2 separate regions of the Gasterosteus aculeatus genome follow, and region 2 is linked to region 1. A link is a contact called in public Hi-C data. All regions are on one chromosome and are shown on one strand. Each heading gives the region's core, a stretch centred on a gene start, on an enhancer-like site or on the middle of the called end of the contact. The rest is flanking DNA. Distances are from core to core; before and after follow the strand shown. Region 1 holds the start of prss35 (serine protease 35). Region 2 overlaps me1 (malic enzyme 1, NADP(+)-dependent, cytosolic).

Region 1 (5,801 bases), core at 1,335-3,834:
CCAGCCAGGCAATGTATAGATTAGGATTTCAATCATGCGTCGGAAGCGCCGGCTCATTTTAGAATGAGGCAGAATGTCTGCCAGCTGGTCCATGGTGCATTTATCAAACACCTGGAACCTCAGACGTTTTGTTCGACTGGACACAATAAATAGAAATGAACAATTTGTGCCCAGCTCAGTGTCTTTGGTTTAGTTAGTTTTTAGAATCATCTAAAATCATATATTGTTTGAATTCATTTCAATCAGGAGAGACTTCTGAACTTTTAACAATGATTTATCAAAACCAGCACAAGTATTAAAGGTGCAAAGTTTGGCTTGGACTCTACCCAGCCGTAGGATGGATCGGGGGCCGGGATGCACAGATGAGATGAGGCACCTCCTCCCTGTCTGGGAGTCCAGACACTGGTGGTGGAGAACAAGTCGCTCCACTCTTCTGATATGCCAGATTCCCCTGCTGATTGGAGGTGTCTGGGGTGGCGGAGGGTTGCGTCTGGTGCTTGCTGAAATGAAACTGACGGCAACAGACAAGAGAACAGCGATCGGTTTACGGAAGCAGCTTATGCCGTACCCACATATAGCCAGTCTTCCTGACTGAATTTACGCCTAAGCTGGATGTTTCTGGCTGGCTGGCTTGGACATTGCTTTTAAGTCTAGATGATCGGGTGGTAGAATTGGTGTATCCAGTCAAGGAGGAGGCACATGTACAATTACGTCTTCCATAGCTACTATAGGTACTGATCTTTCTCTGACTTTAACATGGAACCTTTCTATTTGATATCATATTTGTATGTTCTATTCTTTCATTTCGTTCTACAATGGCCACAGTATCGAAGTGGCCAGAAATGTGTGGCCAACTGTGGTGTCTGCAGCATGATGCCGTGATTTAGGCCAGGAGCCTCTGCTTCGCCCGCTTCTTGGCCTAAATAAGTATAATCATTTATTTGACGAGGACAGCGGTGGCTGCACCCGACTGAAGCTTCAAGAAGTCAGAGAGCTGCGGGTGATGTCCCATGCGCAACGTTTTCTCTCCCCACAGCCTGTGTGGCATACGCCGAGCTTAAAGCACCCGAGTGTGTTTACAGTCGCAGTGGTATATTTTCATTGACTGGGTCGATCTCCATTAGCATGCTAAGCCCGAAGGAGGAATCGGACCACACCCAGAGAGAGAGAGAGAGAGAGAGAGAGAAACGTAGGTCATGTGCCAACCCAATGTGATCCCTGCCCACATGGACGGGCGTCCATCAGGATCCTCGACATGCCGGTCAGGTGTGCAGCCCACCCACGGACTCTCTCTTTCACACACAGGCTCAGCGACTGGTGTCATTTTACAGCCAGTTTGCCGACATCGGTTGAGCTGCTGTGAAGTCTCCTGTAAATCAAACTGACTGACAGAAGTGATTACAAAAAGATCAGGTTCAAATCGAAATGACATCCTGTTCTCATTTCCCCTCGAGGCCAGATGTGTATCATCACACTCCCCCCCCCCCCCCGCCCTCAACTCTCCCTTTCTCTCCCTCATCGCACACACGTTTCTGTGCCTTTTTCTTGGCTCGGCGAGACTCCGACGAGTCACCGGGCCGGTCTTCCACCGCCGGCTGCTTGATGCAAAGGATAAAGAGAAAAGAGATTTGAGTGAGTCTCACTTCCTGTTACGAAGGTGGAGGCAGCGAGCGGCCAAGTGCCCAGAGACACTGCGCTTCACCCGAAGACTGAAGATAACAGTCGACAAGGTGTCGCATTTCTTTCTGTCGTGCATGCATGTCCTATTCATACGAATAAAGAAACAATATTTAGAAAAGAAAACCTCTTGAGATGCGATAGCATGCAGCCCAATTCTTTGATTATGAGACATCCATATCCTCTGAGGGACTATGTAAATACATTAAACATATATAAGAACCACAGTCAGACTTAATGATAAAAATAAAAGAGGGTCTACATGCGTTACTTCATCATGAAATAATGTAGATAATCAATTTCCTCTTCCCTGCTTGAGAATAGCAGCTCCCGGTGGTTGTTGTCACAAGGAGGAAGTGTGTGTCACACAACATTATAGCCTACCTCTGATTCCGCCTCAGCCATTTTATCCGAAAATGTGCGCAATGCTAAATTGTTGCAGGAAGGGAAATTGTACATGTAACTGCAAAATTAAAGATTAAAGAAAATAACCATGATTCTTCCTCTTGCTGGGTAATCAGGGTCGGAAAGGTCCAGGTCTGGTTTCAGGACAGGCACGTGAGTATTGTATTTTTAAAGGATTATTTTTAATATTCACAATAAACCGTCAACACATTTCTGAGTGGTGTAAATCATTTGGGTGCATTACAGGAGCAGCTACAACTTCTGGTGTTTGCACCTCACTGGACCAAAAGCTGCTGCATCTGTTGAGGCTCGCTCAGCTCAGAATGGAAACGCCTTCCATCTATTGTTGGGTGAGCGGCAGAACTAATTCCTTCACAGTCCTCTGGAAGTCCCATTGACTGAGGCGCGCTGCCCCCGCTGCCTGGCCCGCTGTACCCCGGCACACCTCCCGCACTGGGCTGCTGCTGAATAGAACACTGACTTCACCCAATTCAGCAGTTAGTTAGGTCGCCCGGTCTGGTCCCACCCACATCTGAACAGCTTTTGTTAGAAGAGGGGGGAAAAAAAGGCCTTTTCAGATTTCTTTTTTTTGCCTCCCCCCTCCCTCTTTCCCTCCTTCCTTCCCTCCCTCCTCAGCATCAAGTGCAGCCTGAGCGGAGCGTCCCAGCTGCGACTCTGTCTCTCTCAGCAGAAGCAATGAGGAGAAGGGAGCCGTCACCCTGCTGATACCAGGACGGCTGGGATCATATTTGTATATTTCTAGGGAAAATAAACAATACACTGCGGATTTGGCATATCCATCAATCGGATGCAAGCAGGTAGGAAGCATTTGTCATTTACTGCCAGACCTTGATGGAACCATGAGGGAAGTGTGCTCATAGTATTTTTTTCCATTTTTTTCATAGATGTATTCAGTTTTCTAATAGACTTTAGTTAGTTTGTTGTTTCTGGATGGACGGACCCCAGAAGATTTATTCGGATTGTTGTACAAACCATTTATTTTTTAACGCTTTAAAAAAAATCTGTTTAAATGAGTTACTTTGCAATTAATATTGGCCGTATTCTTTCTAATTACAGTATGCGATGCTGTAACAGATGTGGAATTGTGGTTTCTTCACATTGGATTGGATCTAATTTAACGGTGCATTTATTTCCCACAATAGCATCCACAGCTAATGGTTACATTTAATTATTTTTGAATGAGGAGAAACTTGTCTTTGATAATCACTAAAATATTTTAAATTGTGTTCTTTGACACCTTATTGTTAAGACCTGATTTTCCTGTGTTTTGCACAGTGGAGGCTCTGTTCCTGAGATGAAGACGTTATATCAACATGTCAAGATCAATGAAATATCTTTTTTTTTCGATTAAACTCGACAGTAGAAGGTGATCCATGCTTCATGAGCACTTTGGTCACTCTGTCTCCTGGGGGGCTCTCGCTGTGGGATGGAGTGGGGGCACACTTCTTGTTCAGCTGACTGCTGCGGAAAACTTTGTTCAAATGAGCGCCTTCTATGACCAAGAGCCATCATGGCAGCATATCAGCTTCCCCTCAATGGTGAATTTAATTGCAGGCTTTCTTCTGGATATTTGTTATGTCTGAGTCTAGCGGTGTGACTGTGAAGCTGAACAGTCACTTTTGTAATGAGGCTGTTTTATAGCTCTTGTGGGCTTGTATTTTATCACCGTCTGATTGGGGCCGGTTAGATGTTAGCCACTGGATATGTTTTATTGGAATCCGTGGTAAACTTAAGCCGACTGGTCTCCTTTGCATTTGCATGACAGTGCGCTTATTGGAAAACAAACCCAAATGAAAAGGGCATTCTCGATAGTTTCAACTTCGAATAAGAAAAAGAAAAAAATAAGATGCCTTGGATGTTTTGTCTGCAGAGGATGATGTTGCATCTAAATGGTTCATAGGGGATGCTGTTCATGCTCCCTCTCAGCGGCGTCTACGTGGAGCTCTGCCAAACCAATCACTGTCTCATTGACAGGGAATGTGTGGTCGTGGACCCTCTGGATTATGCAAGTTTCAGCTGCATTCCCCAGTTGGTCAGACTGTCCTTCACACACCATCTAACCCCTATGATTTCCCCTATTGTGTGACTTCATCACCGACTCTCCTACCCTGTAGTTAAGTGATGGTCTGCTGAAGGTATTAAACTTTATCAGGGATATTGGCATCATCACATTCATACGGTAAAAGCCTGCACCAGCAAGCCGTCTGGATGTTTAACGTCCTTTGGATGCACAACGAGGACTAGAGTGGAGCTAAGGAAACCAGATATGGCCATTACTGAAGGAGAAGGTTAACCATTGTGGCAAACCTCCAAGCCACTGTCTCTGCCCATTCGGAGAACCAGGGTTTGTCCTCTCCTCCTCGCTGCCCGCAGCCTCCAGCAAGAAACAGAGGACATTAATCTCCTCTCAACCACACAGCTAATGCTTTATATGTTTTACATGTCTTTCCCTGTAGAATTGCAATGAGTAGGAATGCTATTTAAAAAAACTGGACAATACTGATTGAGTTCTGCTGTCACACAACGTGTGCCTCTAATATTCTGGGCTACTCTGCCTCCCTGTGGCCATACATGAGTCTCTGTGTGAAAAGTTTCAAGGCGACAAACTGATATTTTAAGGAACAGAAGGAAATAATTCAAATAACCAACAGCTTGATAGTTAATCAAGTGGTATCATGATTGAAAGGAATTATGAAGGTGTGGTAACGGCCTTCTGATCTGTTTGAACAGGGATGTGATTGCTTTTCCTTAATAAGTCCAGTGGTCTGCTGATGTCAAAAGGGGAAATGTCACGTGATTATAAAAGAGGGGCACGTGGATGTGTATACCAAGCCATAGATATTATATGTTTAAACAATTATAAGTCTTTCCGGCTCTATTGCAACGTGTACCTAAGCCTTCCTCTCTACTCTTTATATTCCAGAGCCAGGCCCAACTTAACAATGGGCCCCTTTCCCCTGTGTGTGCTGCTTCCGATGACGGTGCTGGCCATGGTGGTGGCCGTAGCTGCTGAAGGGAATGCAGTGGACGACGAGTACACCTGGCCACAGTGGAAGGTGCCTCTGGTAAGGAAAAGACGTACTGTGCCTCTCGGCAGCCCAAACTTTTCAGCCCGTCCTCAGCCAGAGCCGAGCGGGACCTGCGGGATAGAGTGTCAGCGCCGTCTTCCCGCCGCCTCCCTGGATGACCTGGAGCAGTTCTTGTCCTACGAGACGGTCTACGAGAACGGCACCCGCACGTATACCTCGGTTTCTGTGCAGGGCCTCAATGAGGTGACCGCCTGGTCCAGCAACGTCTCCTCCAGCTCCCGCCACAAACGCGAGGTGTACGGCCCGGATACCCGCTTTACAATCTCAGACAAGCAGTACTCCACCAAATACCCTTTCTCCAGCACCGTGAAGATCTCCACAGGATGCTCCGGGGTTCTCGTGTCGCCCAGACATGTGTTGACTGCTGCCCACTGCATCCACGACGGGAGGGATTATCTAGACGGGGTGCAGGAGCTCCGTGTTGGTATTCTGAAAGACAAGTCCAGACGAGGGAAAGGAGGCAAAGGGAGAGGAGGGCGAGGAAAGGGCAGAAGGAGGAAGGGAGACAAGGATCAAGAGGAAGCGCAGGAAAGGGAAGAGCAAGGAGAGAAAGGCGGCCGTAAAGGAAAAGGTAAAGGTAGAAAGAACAGGAGTCGGCGAAGTGTAGAA
Region 2 (5,801 bases), core at 2,125-4,624, 64 kb before region 1:
GCAGTGATTTCTATTTTTCTGCATTAATGCGTTTTTAATAATTATCTTGGCTCATTGTTTGAATTCATTAGTAAAACCGGCTGTAGTACACTTGAAGGAGAAGGGGACGGTTTGGAGAAAATAGACACATGTGTTAATATTATCATTCATTCCATAAATGTAACATTCATGTGCTTTTTACTGACCTCTGCTACAAACATGTTAGAGCGCCCTCTGCTGGTCTTCTTTTTGGAGAAGGCTCTTTTTCACAGAGCTCCGCATTTCACCCACTTGGTGGAGGGCACTAAGCGAGGGAGCAGAAATGACGTATCGCTGTCAGAATAGTCAATAAATAAGTAGATCTGCAATGTTTCCTCAAGGAGAAGTGGCAAAGTAAAATTAAATCCCACAGACGAACAACTAATGGACCCAAAGAGGAAAACGAAACGATGCCCTCTGTGCTGTGGAGAACACAAGAGTCCAAGCAGGACATGCTGAGGGTGCGTTGGTGGCCGTGCAGCTGGGAAAGGTTTTTTTTTTTTTTTTTCCCCGTTCGGGCTCAAAGCCAGACAGGCGCCGGGGAGGATGGGTAGACAGGCGACGCTCCCTCGGGGGCCGGGCTGATTGGCACTGATCACAAGGTCTCTGCAAGGTGCCATTTCATGTGAGACTGTAAACAAGGTCAAAAGGATGCCGAGTTACAGCTGCTAATCACCCGGCCTGTCTGTGACCAGCAAGGTGCCACAGAGGGCTGCAGGGTGAAGGCCGCAGCACAGAGAGAGAGGATAGTGATATATGTGGGAGGGGGTGTTACTGGAAGTCAGCTTTAGAATGCAGTCCAGCTTTAAGAAAAAGAAAGAAAGTCAAATAAAGTTGGCTACTTGTGAAGGAAAATAAACTGTGAAATAGCTAAAAGTAAATATGCATGTGTAACCGGGGCGGCCGTTCGCCTGGTCACAAGGGTGACAACGTCACTTTGGGACTCTCACCCAAAGAATATCAGTTGTAATGAAAAAGAAAGGGAGCAGAGAGGTGAAGTTCCAGTTTTGTAACAATGTTTTTTTTTTATTTACAAGTAGGTTTAATATTTAAAAGAAAAGGAATAATCAATCCAGAAACATTGGTCGGTTTTATGGCAAAATATAATCTATGCTTTGAAAAAGGATTACTATACTGGGGTACCCTACCAGTACAAGGTGACTACTTGAGGCCCACCGGGGCGGGGGAGTGAAAGGGGACAAGGGGGCCACCACCAGGTCAAAGGAAAGAAAACACAGCAAATCAAAAAGAATTAAAACACAGCAAACAAACAAAATAAACTGAAAGGGCCTTCCACCTCGTGAGCCACCCCCTGTAGGCCTACTATATGCCCACCTGCACTGGCATTAAAGGGACCCCCAGTATAGGGCGCAGTAATGGTTGTTCATGTAGGACAAAACAAAGACACTAACCCAGAAAGAAAACAAATTCGCAATTCACAATCAAAGATACTATATAAACCGGGTAACCATAATCTATTTTAAATCAAAGGCAAAAACAGCAGTGACCAGGCTCAGCGTTGCACCACCTGATCATTTCCTGTATAAAAGAAAGAAAAGGTAAATAACGCCAATAAACATTTCACTGCTAAAAAGCATATTAAAACATGAAACAGAAAACCCCTGACATACCTCTAGATTCCGCTCAAACCCATCCGCACGTGGCGAGTGCTGTGCCTATGCCGTGGGAGACCTACAGCAAGCCCCCCTCTAGCTCTAGTGGGGCAAAAGCTCCCATTTAAAGAGCACCTGGTCACACCTGTTAGGCATCACCAATTAAGGTGGTGTGGCCAAACAGGCAGGGGGGGGAGGGGAGAGCTCTACCCATCACACGTGTACAGTATTGATAAATTAGCAGTTCACAGAGATGCATAAATGATGATTTATTGAAACATTTAAACCAAGCTCAAAGTTATGGATTTGCTTGGAAGGCAACTTTGACCAAAGATGTGTTTTAATGGCTTTTTATATTCGAGTTGCTCATGTGTTTTAATAGACCATGATTGCTGGATGCTGTTGACATTGAGACACGTCGATCACCGTGTCAGGGTGGCGGTGGCCCAGGGCTGAATTAAAAAGGGTGGGCGAGGCAAGGAGGGAAAGTTAATGTTAGTGTCTCTGCTCGGCGCCCAGGGCCAGACGCACAACTCTGAATGCTGACCGGTTCTATTGATTTCTGACCACGTTGGGCAGCAGGCCAGCCGAGGCCTCTGGTACTGACTGTCTGGCTAGTGATTGATTCATTAATGTAAAACCATCTCAGTGGTCACAGTGGGCAGAGACAAAATACGCCGATGGAGCTTTTATTGCTTCTTGCATGTACGCACCACTCGAGTGCCCATCTCTGATTTGTGGATGACACAATTAATGAAAGTTTACTTAAGTCATATAAAGTTATATACATCCATATTTACTGATTCTCAACTAGGTTTTTTAGATTTCCGTCAAAATATTTTTCGTCAAAAAATTGTACATCCACGTACAATTTTTTTTCTATATCCCTGGCCCATAGCCTTCTATTGAGTTAAATTGTAAATTTGTGAATTGAATTGAATGTCATTTGTCTTGTCTCATTGTCTTACTGTCCGATGTTCTGCATATATTTTGTCAATAAAAGAGTCACACTGATTGCAATGATTCAAATCGGCCTCTAGAGGGAGACGGAGCACTGTGCAACACGGTGGTGCATTTTCTCACTCTATGAAGCGTTTAACAGATGATGTATGACGGTTAACAGGCTAAAGAATAATCAAACAGTTTGTACATTCTCTCGTCTGTTGATGAAGCTACAGAAAGATACCAAAGTGTGCGTCACAAGAAGATAACCTCTGTTCACAGCATTTCTCCATTGAGGCTACTTTATAAATTCATCAGAAGTCCCTTTTACACCCAAATCAAACTCTTTTTCCATTAAGAATTTCAGTCAGATATCAATCAAAACCATTTTTATTTGACAAAGAATTTTTGGATTATAGCTGACAATCATAAAGAAGCTCTCACAGCTGAATTAAAAGTATCCTGTGAAGGACCTCCTAAAATGTGAAGTGACAACAACCATTAGTGCAATATTTAATAAATTCTTCAAATTTCTTTCTGATTTGCATTTCACATGATATAAATACAGCATGAAAGAGGAACATCTGCAGACAGACCCTTTCGTATCCCAATGTCATGTGTCGTGATGATTTAGCGTGTCAGTTGGCGTTCCCCTCCGGGGCTCCTGGGTCGCCGTCCGGTGCATCAAAGTTTGCATGTCTGCACAGCCGTGCTGTCCTCCGGCCAGCGGTACGAGTCCACAGCAAACTCCTCATAGTCAGTGCTGTAGGTGAGCGAGTGCACATAGGCCTCCTTGTCGGACGGCTCGGGGCGAAGTGCCGCTATGTTGTGCTCGTAGGCGTACTCCATGACCTGTAATGCACGGGGTTGGAGAATAGTGTTGAGGTTTCACAAGCCCTTAGACAACTAGACTCAAGTTTCAAGACTGTTTTTTACCTTAAGGAAAATATCAAATTCAGACAACAGGTGACTTAAGGTTTCCGCTGAGGCCTTTTATCCTGAGCCCACATTGGTTGCATTTAGAAGCAGTAAATCCATCAATGCACGATCACATTTTAGGCTTATCACACCTTAATGGATTTTCAATAAAGGCTCAGTTGGACATCGCCGCACTGCCGGCACCCAAACACCGATGAACAACAAGTCTAGAAGATGCAGAGTGTGCATGAGTGTGGCCTGGTTCGGATAGGCGACTATGAACCCTTCCAAGGTGCATCTGCTTCTCGTTGTACGCTGAGCTCTGACCTTGACAGCCAGCTTGAGAGAGACGTCCCTGATGGAGCCGAGAGGAGGATACAGCCTTCCCTCCGCCAGGTCCTTCTCTGTCACCTGCTGCGCGAGAGCCTGTCAACAAGGTAAAACACACAGCTCATGTTATTAAAGGAGGAAATCATCAAAATATGCCAACTTGTGTTGCACATGAATACTCTCAGCTAGCTACAGCTCGGTGGGGTGAAATGTTAAGAAGTATTTTCTCATTAGGAATATTTTGCAGTATAATTAGAACATTAATGGCATTACCGTACTTTGAGCTCTTCTGTTTCTTAATGCCTGTAATTATTTATCTGGGAGTGGTATGAATATTCAAAGTTTAACGGCTGCTTGTCCTATCCCTATTCAGTGTAGTGTGTTTGGCCTCTTCTATATATTTCTAAATACACCATTGCTTGTATTAACGTAGGCCAACACCCATTTTTTTAATTACCACACAAGACTGCAGCATTTTGCAAAACTAAACCATATATTAAGAAACAATTAGCTTATCCTCCACGCTACCTACACATGTGCATCAGTAGTAATAATTCAGTGCTACAAACAAAATAGAACAATAAGTAAGGGTAAACATTGTGTTAAAAGGTGTGTGCGTGCTGTACATGCGGTTTGTGTACCTCTGCTGCAGTGAGGAAGACTTCCTCACTGATATGACGGACGGCGCAGGCAGTGACAGCCAGGCCCACACCGGGGAAGATGTAGGCGTTGTTCCCCTGACCGGGGAAGAAGGTCCTCCCATCGGACAGGGTGACCGGGTCAAATGGGCTGCCGCTGGCGAAGATGCCCCGGCCCTGCGACCCGTGGAGGCACCGTGAATTCACCCATTGATCACGGATCAACAGGGGCATCGTTCGGGGCCATTTGTGTCAGCATTATTGTGATGAATAACGGTACCTCTGTGAGGGTGTAACACTGCTCGGCGGTGCACTCTGCTTTGCTGGTCGGGTTGCTGAGGGCAAAGATGATCGGCCGTTCATTGAAGGAAGCCATGTCTCTGATGACCTGCTGGGTGAAGGCACCGGGGATGGCCGCCGCACCTGAGACAGAAAGCTTATAACGTTCAATATTCAGTCTTCAGACTTTAAACGCATTTTCCAAATGACCCCAAATTCTCATTCAAGTCTACGATCAATCCCTTCTTTCAATATACCCTTGAATCCGATCCATCAGTGTCATCCGACTGGTACTGAAACTAGCTGCCTCATTAAAACATGAAGTGCTGGTTGTTTTACCAATGATCGCTGTAGGTTTCAGTTCCCGAACCACATCCTCCAGTTTCTTCATCTGTGGGTGCTTATGAGCAAACATCTGCTTCTCGTGAGTCAGCTGGTCCCGACCCTAACGGTAAAGGAGAGGAGCAGGACATTACAGACATGAAAACCGGTAGAAAAATAGTACCAAAAAGATTTAATACTTTAATACTTGGAGTCATTGACATTGGTCCCTAACACTTTACTGCTGTTGGAATGAAGGAATGCTGGTACTTTCCAGCTCTTCTGGTGAGGAGACGGTAAGTGGGATGGAGGAGAGAGGGAATAGTTGAGGAGAGTGAAGAGGAGGAATGAATCACGTGGATATGGTGGACAAAACAGATGTGTAACAGATGTTGCAGTTTGCAGCTATTCCAAGGACAAACCTGGCATGTGAATTAACAAACCATTGGAAATGTTTAGTTGTGGAGGTAACTGATGTCAAACTGCTTAGGAAAACTCATCGTCAGAGGTTTTTAACCCGTGATAACATCTATTAGTGTTGCTGTGTATTTTCTTTCTGGATCTACTTTGTCTAAACGGGCCGTCAATTGGTTAATTCTCCATGTGCATTAGCAGCATTTTATCAAGATACCTGGACAATGAGACCCTTGGAATCGACCATCCAGATCTTTTTCAAACACTCGTCCTTAGCGAGTCCCTCTTTTTCCATGGCCATGGCGATCAGCTCAGCAATCCCCATCGC

Evidence for each region. A called contact is a pair of places that touch in the nucleus more often than the background predicts.
Region 2: a Hi-C map of liver shows a contact between it and region 1, with 8 times the contacts expected there. The contact joins the enhancer-like site here to the promoter of prss35 in region 1. A contact is called at or near these places in 6 of 6 Hi-C or Micro-C datasets (blood and trunk muscle, liver, skeletal muscle and 2 more).

The regions. Positions count from the first base shown.
Region 1 is chr20:16,717,798-16,723,598 of fGasAcu3.hap1.1, reverse strand. It overlaps prss35 (serine protease 35), which reads left to right and starts at 2,584. Exons shown (of 2, transcript XM_040165920.2): 1 at 2,584-2,900; 2 at 5,027-5,801. The coding sequence starts at 5,046.
Region 2 is chr20:16,782,239-16,788,039 of fGasAcu3.hap1.1, reverse strand. me1 (malic enzyme 1, NADP(+)-dependent, cytosolic) reads right to left here. Exons shown (of 14, transcript XM_040166048.2): 9 at 5,691-5,801; 10 at 5,078-5,183; 11 at 4,740-4,882; 12 at 4,463-4,636; 13 at 3,819-3,917; 14 at 2,948-3,425. The coding sequence ends at 3,258. Among protein-coding and RNA genes, the nearest start is that of prdm13, 42 kb to the left of the region's middle. Within about 2 kb of position 3,374, at least 1 of the 9 cell types and tissues checked has open chromatin away from gene starts, as enhancers often do.